Linked DNA regions of Zea mays: region 2 is linked to region 1. Evidence: chromatin contacts called from public Hi-C data. All regions are on one chromosome and are shown on one strand. Each heading gives the region's core, a stretch centred on a gene start, on an enhancer-like site or on the middle of the called end of the contact. The rest is flanking DNA. Distances are from core to core; before and after follow the strand shown. Region 1 holds the start of LOC100283425. Region 2 has its middle 91 kb from the start of LOC103631507.

Region 1 (5,219 bases), core at 1,387-3,886:
TATTGCCATTATTATTATGTCGTTTGTGTTCATGTTGTCGGTTGTCATGGCATGCAAATGGAATTATCAGACAAGACTGCAGAAAAGCTAACAAGACGTGTTTTACAGTGGGAAGGTTGTGACCATATGATCCAGATCCGATACAAAAGATTCCTTAAACATCACATCCGATGTGTTTCAATCTATCATGCATTAGATGCGCACAGAGTAAAACTGACAGGCTGACAGCAGCTATTGTTCACAAAAGAGAGTTCCTATTCCATGTCCCTGGTTTCCATACGATTGCTAATGACCAGGCCAGTTACTAACATCACGCTGAGCTTGTATCCAGCCATAAGCAACACAAGGAAAGCTAATATAGTAAATAAATAGAACTAAGAATTATGTGTGGCAAATGGAAATAAAAATTTACCAGCACTTGTCCGCTTAACAGGGCCATATTATGCTAGTAACTGCAAACCCCATTGTAAAGTTCAACCTGTGGTTATCCTTTTTATGGAAATATCAGTGATTGAATACAATGCCCAAAAGCTTAAAAGTAAAATCTCAATATCCACTAAAGGGTACCGTTTTCAATGCCATTAAGGGGTTCCCCATTCTGCTGCTAGAGGAACGATTGCCGATAGTCAAGGCAAGCCCAATGGGCAACAGATGAACCCCCTAGGGTAATTAATTTATGTTGCTTATATAGGAAGAGTGGATGCAGTATGCCAGTATAATGTATACAAGCATCACTTTGGTATTGCATTATCCTGCTATGAAATGAACTCACAAGAACCAGCAAAACTTATGCAACAGTCATGCAGAGAGATGCTCTACTGCACTTAACCAGATTAAATTGGAAGAACAGGGGGTTTGTCACAAAGTATTTAAGATCAAATGATATAAAGTACAAGCAGTGTATTGAAGAGCTCATCTCAAAAGGACTGGAAAGCCTCTAACAATGAAGCTAAAAGGACTGCATTTGTTTCTTCATGTGGCATCCCCCTGAAGACGAGTATATTACCACCACCCACCAAAAGACCTAACGTTCTTGAAAGTATTGCAAAAGTGCTAAGTGGAGGTACAATAAAAAAATGTGATATGAATTGGCAACTCCATTTAATTTAATCGACATGACACCTCAATGTGTTATAAAATGAAACTTGGGCAAGTTCCTTCAAATTCAATATTGCTTGCAGCAACCTATAGATATAGTTGAGAAATATTCTGCTTATTGGCATAGGTAAGCTATGACATGTTTATCATACATGTTTTAATTAGATTTGATGCTTCACTGCAACGATGTGTTTGGAATGGCAGCCTGCGTAGCTAAACTAACCTGCTGCCTATGTACATTATCTGCTTTAATTGCACAAAGCTTCAGATTTAAAAATTGGTCCAACAAACAAAAATCTAGGCCTTGTCTAAATCACTTCCAATGACTTGAGAAGCTACAAGCCAGAATAGAGTTCCAGTCCTAATATCACCAAACAGTAATCTAGAATCTGTAACCAACTTCAGGTAGTTTGGAAGCCCCAAATTCAGGTCGCAGGGAAGATATGATGAATTTCCATTAAGCTTCCTACCAGCTAGACTGATTTCTAAACATTTTAGCACTGTTGTGTATTCATGATACATGAACATCACAACTCAATATATGAACATATGACAGCATAATGGTTGGAACTGCAGCAAGCACTGGGCAGCAAAAAAAGAGAGAGAGATCTGGACTGATCTCAAATGTCCATGTATCCCAGTGGCTTGATTTCACGTTTTAACTTCGTCATATTTGCAGCAAGCTTGAATTATGCTACCAAGAATCAAGAGTCACGTTTCTGTTTTCACCCTACCTAAATTAGCTCTGCAAGTGCTACACGGCTACAGCAGCTCCTGAAAACCCTAACCATTCAGTCAGCAGCTTAGTCTGAAATGTCTACAAATTAACCTAATAATATCCACGCCAACGCTGACGGGCCACCCGCCCAATGCTGCTTCCCCTGACAAAAGGGCGCACGATTCGCCACTCATGCAATCGGAATCCCTAAGTACCCGAGACAACATGTGGCCTTCACATCCAAATCACAAACTCAAGCCACAGCAGCCGAGCTAAATCCCGGAAAGAAGAGATTCGAAACGGCGTGACGGGGTCAGAGCTCACCTAAATCAAGCGGATCGGTCTGGGACCCGTATCAGGCGAGCTTGGCGGTGGCCGGGATGAGGCCAATGGAGGCGCCGCCCTTGACCTTGGTCTCCTGCGCCTCGCGGATCTTCTGCATCTGGAGCATCCGCTCCATGACGAGCTCGTACTGGCACTTCTCGTAGGCGTGGCGCTCGGGCTCGCACTTCCAGGGGAGGTAGAACTCGGCGACGCGGCACTTGTTGAGCGGGATGAGGAGGTGCGCGCACTGATCGCGGTAGGCGAGCGGCACCCGGGCCTCCGCCATCTCCGCCTGCGTCGCGATCTGGGGCTTCGAGGAGCCCAGCTCCACGCCGGCCGCCGCTGCCGCCGCCTCCATCTCAGTCGCTCTCTCGCCGGCGAGCTCGTCCGTCGATGAACGCGGGTTTGGTGTGGCTTGTGGTCTCGTGGATGGGAGAGTGGGTATGGGCTGAATTTGGGCCTGTAGTGGCTTCTAGCCCTTGATTGTGTCCTGAAACGGCGGAGACGCATCGAACGGGTTTTGTTCCGGCCGGGCCGCCGGGGACCTTAGGATCGAAAAAAAAAACTCGAGGCTCAAGAGTCGGCTCGGGCTTATTCAATCTCGGCTCATGAATCTCTTTAGTCCGAGTCAATTTTAACTGAGTCTGGATCGGCTCGTGAGCTGATATAGTAATATAGTATTTTAAGAGGAGAATTAGGTGTCTAGTTCCTTTTTTATCAAGGGCTCCATTTTTTGTTTTTGTTTTTGTTGTTTTTCATGTAGATTTTAGTCTTTCTTTCTTCATTCTTGTATTATATATGTATCTCATGTAGCATTTTGACCTTCACTTGTGTATATGCTAGAATGTGACTATGATCCTAGTAGTATGTTCTTTGTATACATGATGATGCTTTGGCATGCTTAGGCTCTGTTTGCTTATATTGATACAATATTGTTGAGCTAAGCTTCTTTTCATAATTGTGAACTTGACTATTACTTGTTGAATCCAAAACATGCTCCCCATTGAGATTGGCACCTAGCATGTATAGGATGTGTTTGAAATTCTTTGTATTGTCACTAGTATGCTAGGTGGCTATGCCTCATGTTTTGAGTTATTCATTGGCTTGATTCATTAAATCTGTGCTTAAAGCAAAATCAAGGTAAGTGAAAAAATCAAAAAGATCGAGATGAGTTTGAATTTGTCACCACATCATTGTATCGAGATTGCTTCTATTTCCACTTTTGGATGAACTCGAGTAGGTGGTGGATGATCAAAACCGGTGTCTTTACCTTCTGATTGCTTTGTTGCATAGGCTACACCCGGTTGAAAAGTTAGACAATGACAATGCTTACAACCTCTCGCACTCACATGCTTTTCATCGAAATTTGTAATCCGCTGTAAAATCTGATAAATCTTGAGAATTTAAACTGGTATCTATTTCAGATATATTTCTAGCATGATGAGTGACAATCGTTTAGGGTAGTTCATCTAGTTTATCTTGACTGACACTTAGTTGATTTCCTGCTTACTATATGCCTAGTGTTGTCTTTAGTGGTGTTGGGGGTAGATATCCTCGGGTCCTCACGAACACAGAAACATGTCACGGGCCGTCTGATGGGCCTCCTGATGGTCCACCTTGCAGGATGGGTCATCGGGCCACAACCAGGTTAGGCAAGCTCGATCCAAGAAGACGAAGACTAAACATCCGGGTTATGCGTAGGCAGAAGAGCTAATATCTCGACTGAAGAAGTTGCACACAGCCGAAGGGCTAAACACTCGGCGTCAACTCGGCTAAGGAAGTGATCAAACTCCGGATAAGCAGAACTACAGGCCGCGATAAAAGAGGAGATAGGTAGAATATATAGTGATCACAACTTGTAAGGAATAACCCTCTGGTCACTTATATAAGGCCGAGAGAGTACCCCTACCAAAACATCTCATCTCATCATACACCAGCCCTCATCAACCACACCTTAGCACCACAACAGCACATATGTAATCTATATACTCCAAAGCAACTCCAATACACAGCCTCAATAGGAAGTAGGGTGTTACGCATTCTAGCGGCCCGGACATATATCTTTACTACTCCTTAAGACCCTACCGTAGGCGTCCACAGTGATTTTGGTGCACGGTTCTGCCAAAGTTCGCGCCGCGGATCCCCACCCACTTCCCCTCTACTCCACAGCGCCCCCGCTCCCGCACATCGTCCCGCCGCGTCGTCCCGCCGCGGAAATCTCGTCCGCCCACACGATCCATCCCGTTGTCACCCCCCTGCTCGCACGTAGGCCCGCCTCTCCCTACCGCGATCTCATCGCGCCGCCCCGTTATCCCGCCGTGAAAATCTCACCAGCCCACGAGATCCACCCCACCGTCCCGCCCCCGCCCCCCTCGCTCGCACGTGGGCCCGCCTCTCCCCGCCGCGATCTCCACTCGCCTCCCCTCCTCGCCGCAGTCTCCTCTCCTCGGCAAGCACCCGCCCTCGCCCTCCCCCTGGCGCGGCGATGCAATCCGCATCAAGGCGCTCCCCCTCGGCAATCTCGCATCGCGGTGCCCCCTCCATCCTCGCGTGTGCCCCGCTCTCCTTCACGAAGCCCCGCTCCCTGCAGTCCCCTTCCATCGGCGACACCATCCTCGCCGGCAAATCGCGCCTCGCGATGCAATCCCCCATGGATCCGATCGGACCCGTTGCCGTCCCGGTGATCCCTGAAGCGTCGGCCGCCTGCCTCCCCACCCCCACCTGCCACCTCGTGTTGCCAGCAGAGATGTCGCGCGACCCCCCGTGATCCTGCCCCATTCCCCATCCTCGGCCCCTCCTCACGCCCCATCATCCGAAGTTTACAACGTCGCCAGAGACTATGCCTTCCTACTTGAAAGTCGCCTAGAGGGGGGGGTGAATAGGCAAATCTGAAATTTACAAACTTAAAGCACAACTACAAGCCGGTGTTAGCGTTAGAAACAAAGTCGAGTCCGAAAGAGAGGGAGAAAAACAAATCACAAGCAAATAAGGCGGATGACACGGTGATTTGTTTTACCGAGGTTCGGTTCTTGCAAACCTACTCCCCGTTGAGGTGGTCACAAAGACCAGGTCTCTTTCA
Region 2 (5,058 bases), core at 1,920-4,419, 110 kb after region 1:
CCTAGGATTTTCACGAATATTGTTCACCAAATGAGGATCAAGAACGGTAAAGGACCTTAGCATTAGGCGGACGACGTCGTGGTCCGTCCATCGCGTGCTTCCGTAGCTCCTTATTTTGTTGATAAGGGTCTTGAGCCGGTTGTAAGTTTGGGTTGGCTCCTCTCCCCTTATCATTGCGAATCGTCCAAGCTCGCCCTCCACCAACTCCATTTTAGTGAGCATGGTGATGTCGTTCCCTTCGTGAGAGATCTTGAGGGTGTCCCATATCTGCTTGGCGTTGTCCAGGCTGCTCACCTTATTGTACTCTTCCCTGCACAAAGATGCTAATAGAACAGTAGTAGCTTGTGCATTTCTATGGATTTGTTCATTTATAAGCATAGGGCTATCCGAGCTATCAAATTTCATTCCATTCTCTACAATCTCCCATATGCTTGGATGGAGAGAGAATAAGTGACTACGCATTTTGTGACTCCAAAATCCGTAGTCTTCCCCATCGAAGTGTGGAGGTTTGCCAAGAGGAATGGAAAGCAAATACGAATTCGAACTATGTGGAATACGAGAATAATCAAATGAAAAGTTCGAATTGACCGTCTTCCTGTAGTCGTTGTCGTCGTCCTTTTGGGAAGAAGTCGACTCATCGCTATCGTCGTAGTAGACGATCTCCTTGATGCGCCTTGTCTTCTTCTTCTTCCCATCTTTACGCTTGTGGCCCGAGCCCTAGTCAGTAGGCTTGTCATCCTTCGGCTCGTTGACGAAGGACTCCTTCTCCTTGTCGTTGATCACGATTCCCTTCCCCTTAGGATCCATCTCTTCGGGCGATTAGTCCCTTCTTGAAGAGAACGGCTCTGATACCAATTGAGAGCACCTAGAGGGGGGGTGAATAGGTGATCCTGTAAAAACTTAAACTTATAGCCACAAAAACTTGTTAAGTGTTAGCACAATGATTGCCAAGTGGCTAGAAAGGAGTCTCAGCAAAACACAATACCACAAGAGATCAAACACAGAGATGACACAGTGGTTTATCCCGTGGTTCGGCCAAGACCAACGCTTGCCTACTCCACGTTGTGGCGTCCCAACGGACGAGGGTTGCAATCAACCCCTCTCAAGCGGTCCAAAGACCAACTTGAATACCACGGTGTTTTGCTTTGCCTTTCAATATCCCGTTTGCGAGGAATCTCCACAACTTGGAGCCTCTCGCCCTTACACTCAAGATTCACAAAGAAATACGGAGTAAGGGAGAAACTAGCAACGCACACAAGACTCAAAATCAGAGCAACAGCACGCACACAAGTCGCAACAAGAGCTCGCAACACAACTCAATGAGTCCACAACTCAACAAGAGCTCTAGATGCTATCACAATGAACCAAATGCGTGGAATCGATGTCTTGGTGCTTAGGAATGTTGTAGGAATGCTTGGTGTTCTCCTCCATGCGTCTAGGGGTCCCTTTTATAGCCCCAAGGCAGCTAGGAGCCGTTGAGAGCAATTCTGGAAGGCTGATCTTGCCTTCTGTCATCGGGCGCACCGGACAGTCCGGTGCACACCGGACACTGTCCGGTGCCCGATTTCTTTCCTTAAACGGCGCAGCCGACCGTTGCAGATCTGGGAGCCGTTGGCGCACCGGACAGTCCGGTGCACACCGGACAGTCCGGTGCCCCGTTCCGACCGTTGGCTCGGCCACGTGTCGCGCGCAGATTCCGCGGCCGACCGTTGGCCCGGCCGACCGTTGGCTCACCGGACAGTCCGGTGCACACCGGACAGTCCGATGAATTTTAGCCGTACGCCGTCGGCGAATTCCCGAGAGCGACCACTTCGCTCGAGGCAGCCTGGCGCACCGGACACTGTCCGGTGCACCACCAGACAGTCCGGTGCTCCAGACCGAACAGCCCCTTGGCTGTACACAGCCAACTTTTCTTTGACTCGATTTCTCCTGTTTCAAGCTCTTAGACACAATACATTAGTCTTCAAAACAATGTACTAAGGCTTAGAAACATACCTTTCATCTTGATTTACACTTTGTCCATCCAAGGGTATAGATTCACATTTAAGCACCTGTGTTGGCACTCAATCACCAAAATACTTAGAAATGGCCCAAGGGCACATTTCCCTTTCAAACCTGTACACCCCCTCATAAGATAGAGAAGAGAAAGAGGCCAAAGTCTCAACCCTACATCGTGTCTCGTGTGTTTCCTGTCGTACTTCTGGAAAGGGATACGGGTCTTCCATGACTTCTCGCGCCTAATCTGCTGATATGAGTGAAGGGTGCAGACCTAGTGATATATGGTAACGTAGTTCTCAATAAGTATTAGTAATTGTATCCGTAGTTATATGGCCACTAAAACATGTGTCGTTTATTAGTAGGAAGAGTGAGAATAATTGTATTGTCATTTCACGACAAGACATTCTTTTTATGCTACTTAACCTTATATATATAATTGTATTTATATTTTATATTTTAACGATGTAGCGGAGGACTGCATTCGGCTTGACACCGTAGCTTTCATGAAGGAGTTTGACCTATCGCTAAAAAGTGTTTGATTTCTAGTGACTAATTTTTAGTTACTCTATTATATTTTATTGTAGTATCTAAATTGATAAATACAAAAACTAAAATATAGTTTTTAACAGCTAACAGCTCAACACAAGGCATCTACACGCACGTCGCAAAAATCAGCAGTTGTGGCTGATGCGGCGGCGAGCAGTGGTTTTCGGCCCACGTGACACGTGGACGGCGGATGCGGTCCCTCGCCCGTTCTCGCGATTTTTCCGCCTGCAACGGCAAGCAAATCCTTGGATTCTCCGCGCCGGGGGCGGTAAGTAAGCGCCCGTAGTCGTCCTCAACTCGAGTAACCGTCGCCACGTGTCGCCTCCTCCACCCTTCTGTCTCCGGACCGCCCGTAGTCATCTTGAACGTTTCTGGTGTGCAAAATCTAACCTGCATCGCTCTAGATCAGCTGGAAGAATCGGATGTCTGAAGAAGACGTAGCTGGGCTCCAGGGGAAGGAACGCGTATATGGGGTGCCCGTGGAACGGACGTAGCCCACACGTTTTTCGGCCTTTTGGGATAGACGCCGCACCCGGCCCCTTTGTCGGATATACAAGCAGCCCAGCAGAGAGAGACGAGGGAACGGCCGGCCCACGGAATTTGTGGCCACACAGCCGGGCCACCGAGCCGGCAGCGACGTGCGTGCGACAGCCCGGACAGTTCGTATAGCCTACTAGGCTACTACGAGTACGAGCTACGACTACGACCTACGAGGCACGGAAAAAACAGCAGAGACCGGACCGGACTGCCGGTCCAGGTCCAGCTGCTTCTGCCGCCGCTACTACTACAGCGGGCAGGCATAGAGCTAGAGAAACGGATGCGTAGCAGTCAGTGCTGTCTGTGTCGCCGATGCTGCCGAAGAACAAGAACTGACATCATCGTATGAACACCATGGACCAGACCGTGCGGTGCGTTTCCACTGCACACATGGGGCCGGGCCTGCCACACCATGCACAGGCAAGTATGAATGTGGAAGGCCATACGCATGCTCCAAGAACGAGCGCTAGCATATCTTTTTCCATTTGCAATTGTACTAATTAAAGGCATCTTGAGCGGAGTGCGTATACAGTATTTTACACTATAAATTATACTGTTTATAAAGTGTTGTTTGAAATAGAGTGCGATATGGAATATGCTGAAGATAGCCCAACAATATCCGACGATGACTAATACCTTATAGATGGCCAAACGGGCCAGCACAGTCCATGTTCGGCAGGGCCCGTTAGGCCCGCCTAACGAACTGTGCCGTGCCAAATGGGCCCACGTGCCGCGGTAGCGGCTCAGGCACGGGCCAGCCCGGCACCATGCTAGGCCGACCCGGTGGCACGTTGGCCCATCTGAGTATATTGTATAATTTAGCAAAAAAATACGTAGCTATGGGGTTAGAACACACAACCAAGTGTATGAGAGACTTAGGGTCTATTTGGTTGGGCTGTGGCTGTGAAAAAAGCTGTTGTGGGCTGTGAGCTGTGGGAAAAGCTACTGTGAGCTGTGAGCTGTTAAAAAGCTAAAAACCATTTGGTCGAAACCACTAAAAATCGTTAAAAGTTATTCAATATACGTTTTCACATTTCCATCTAAAAGTCACTAAAAACAGGTCTAGAGGTGCTTTCATTTTTGCATTGCGAGAAAGTCGGCTTTTAGAAAAAGCTGCTTCCTTAATCTAGCCCTTTGGTTTGACTTTTGGCTTTTAGGGGATAAAAGCCAAAGTCAAAAGTCAAATCAAACACACCCTTAAACACACTCATCTAGCTTGTGCGGCTACAACTTTATTGTATTATATGTTGAATGCTTATACTTAATATATGCAAACTATTATTTTTAAAATAAAAAATGTAACTGTGTCGTGCCCGTACCAGCACTACGGGTCGAGATGATGGCCTAGACACGACATTATAGCCGTATCGTGTAGGCACCCGCACTATACTAGTCGGGCTGGGTCATGCCTGGATCGTGCTTTTTCGTGTCGTGTCTGGACTGGTCCATCGTGTTAATGCCAAATGGCCATCTATACTAATACCAATGCGAACCAACTAGCTGTCGTTTAGCAGTTGCAACTTGCAACCAAGATCCCTCCGGTTGCCAGCGGAATCTCCGGGCCGGTGCGTCGCAAGAAAAGCGTCGCCCAACAACAGTCGATTTTTTTTATTTTAGCTCCTTTTAAAAATAAAGCTTTACATTTGTGATGGGATTAATACTGTGTTTGAATTCTAATAGTCGTTAATGTGATATGTTGGAATTATGGTCCAATTCAATAAGTAAGCCAAGGTGATATAAAGATGCTATGGAGCTTTAGTCTCATATTGCTCATCTAGGTATAAGAGAATTAACTTATATGTGAGAGTCTTCACTACTCTTCACATGAGACAAATAAAGAGCTATGAAGACTGACACACGCACATGTTTTTTCGCATTATTTATCGCGTGACTTTTGACTTGCGGCAATCGCGTCGTGATGTGTTCTAAATAGCAGTTAATTTTTTTACCTTTTGTTTATTTGGTTATCGAATACTA

What was found. A called contact is a pair of places that touch in the nucleus more often than the background predicts.
Region 2: a Hi-C map of ear shows a contact between it and region 1, with 3 times the contacts expected there. The contact joins the enhancer-like site here to the promoter of LOC100283425 in region 1. A contact is called at or near these places in 5 of 25 Hi-C or Micro-C datasets (bundle sheath, ear, leaf and 2 more) and 1 of 3 datasets of contacts at active chromatin or transcription factors (leaf).

What each region holds. Positions count from the first base shown.
Region 1 is chr1:6,493,662-6,498,880 of Zm-B73-REFERENCE-NAM-5.0, forward strand. LOC100283425 reads right to left here and starts at 2,637. Exons shown (of 2, transcript NM_001366674.1): 1 at 2,141-2,637. The coding sequence starts at 2,498. The coding sequence ends at 2,172.
Region 2 is chr1:6,600,137-6,605,194 of Zm-B73-REFERENCE-NAM-5.0, forward strand. No RefSeq gene overlaps it. Among protein-coding and RNA genes, the nearest start is that of LOC103631507, 91 kb to the left of the region's middle. Within about 2 kb of position 3,170, at least 18 of the 20 cell types and tissues checked have an H3K27ac peak or open chromatin away from gene starts, as enhancers often do. A contact at or near this core is called in bundle sheath, ear, leaf and 2 more, where this site is marked.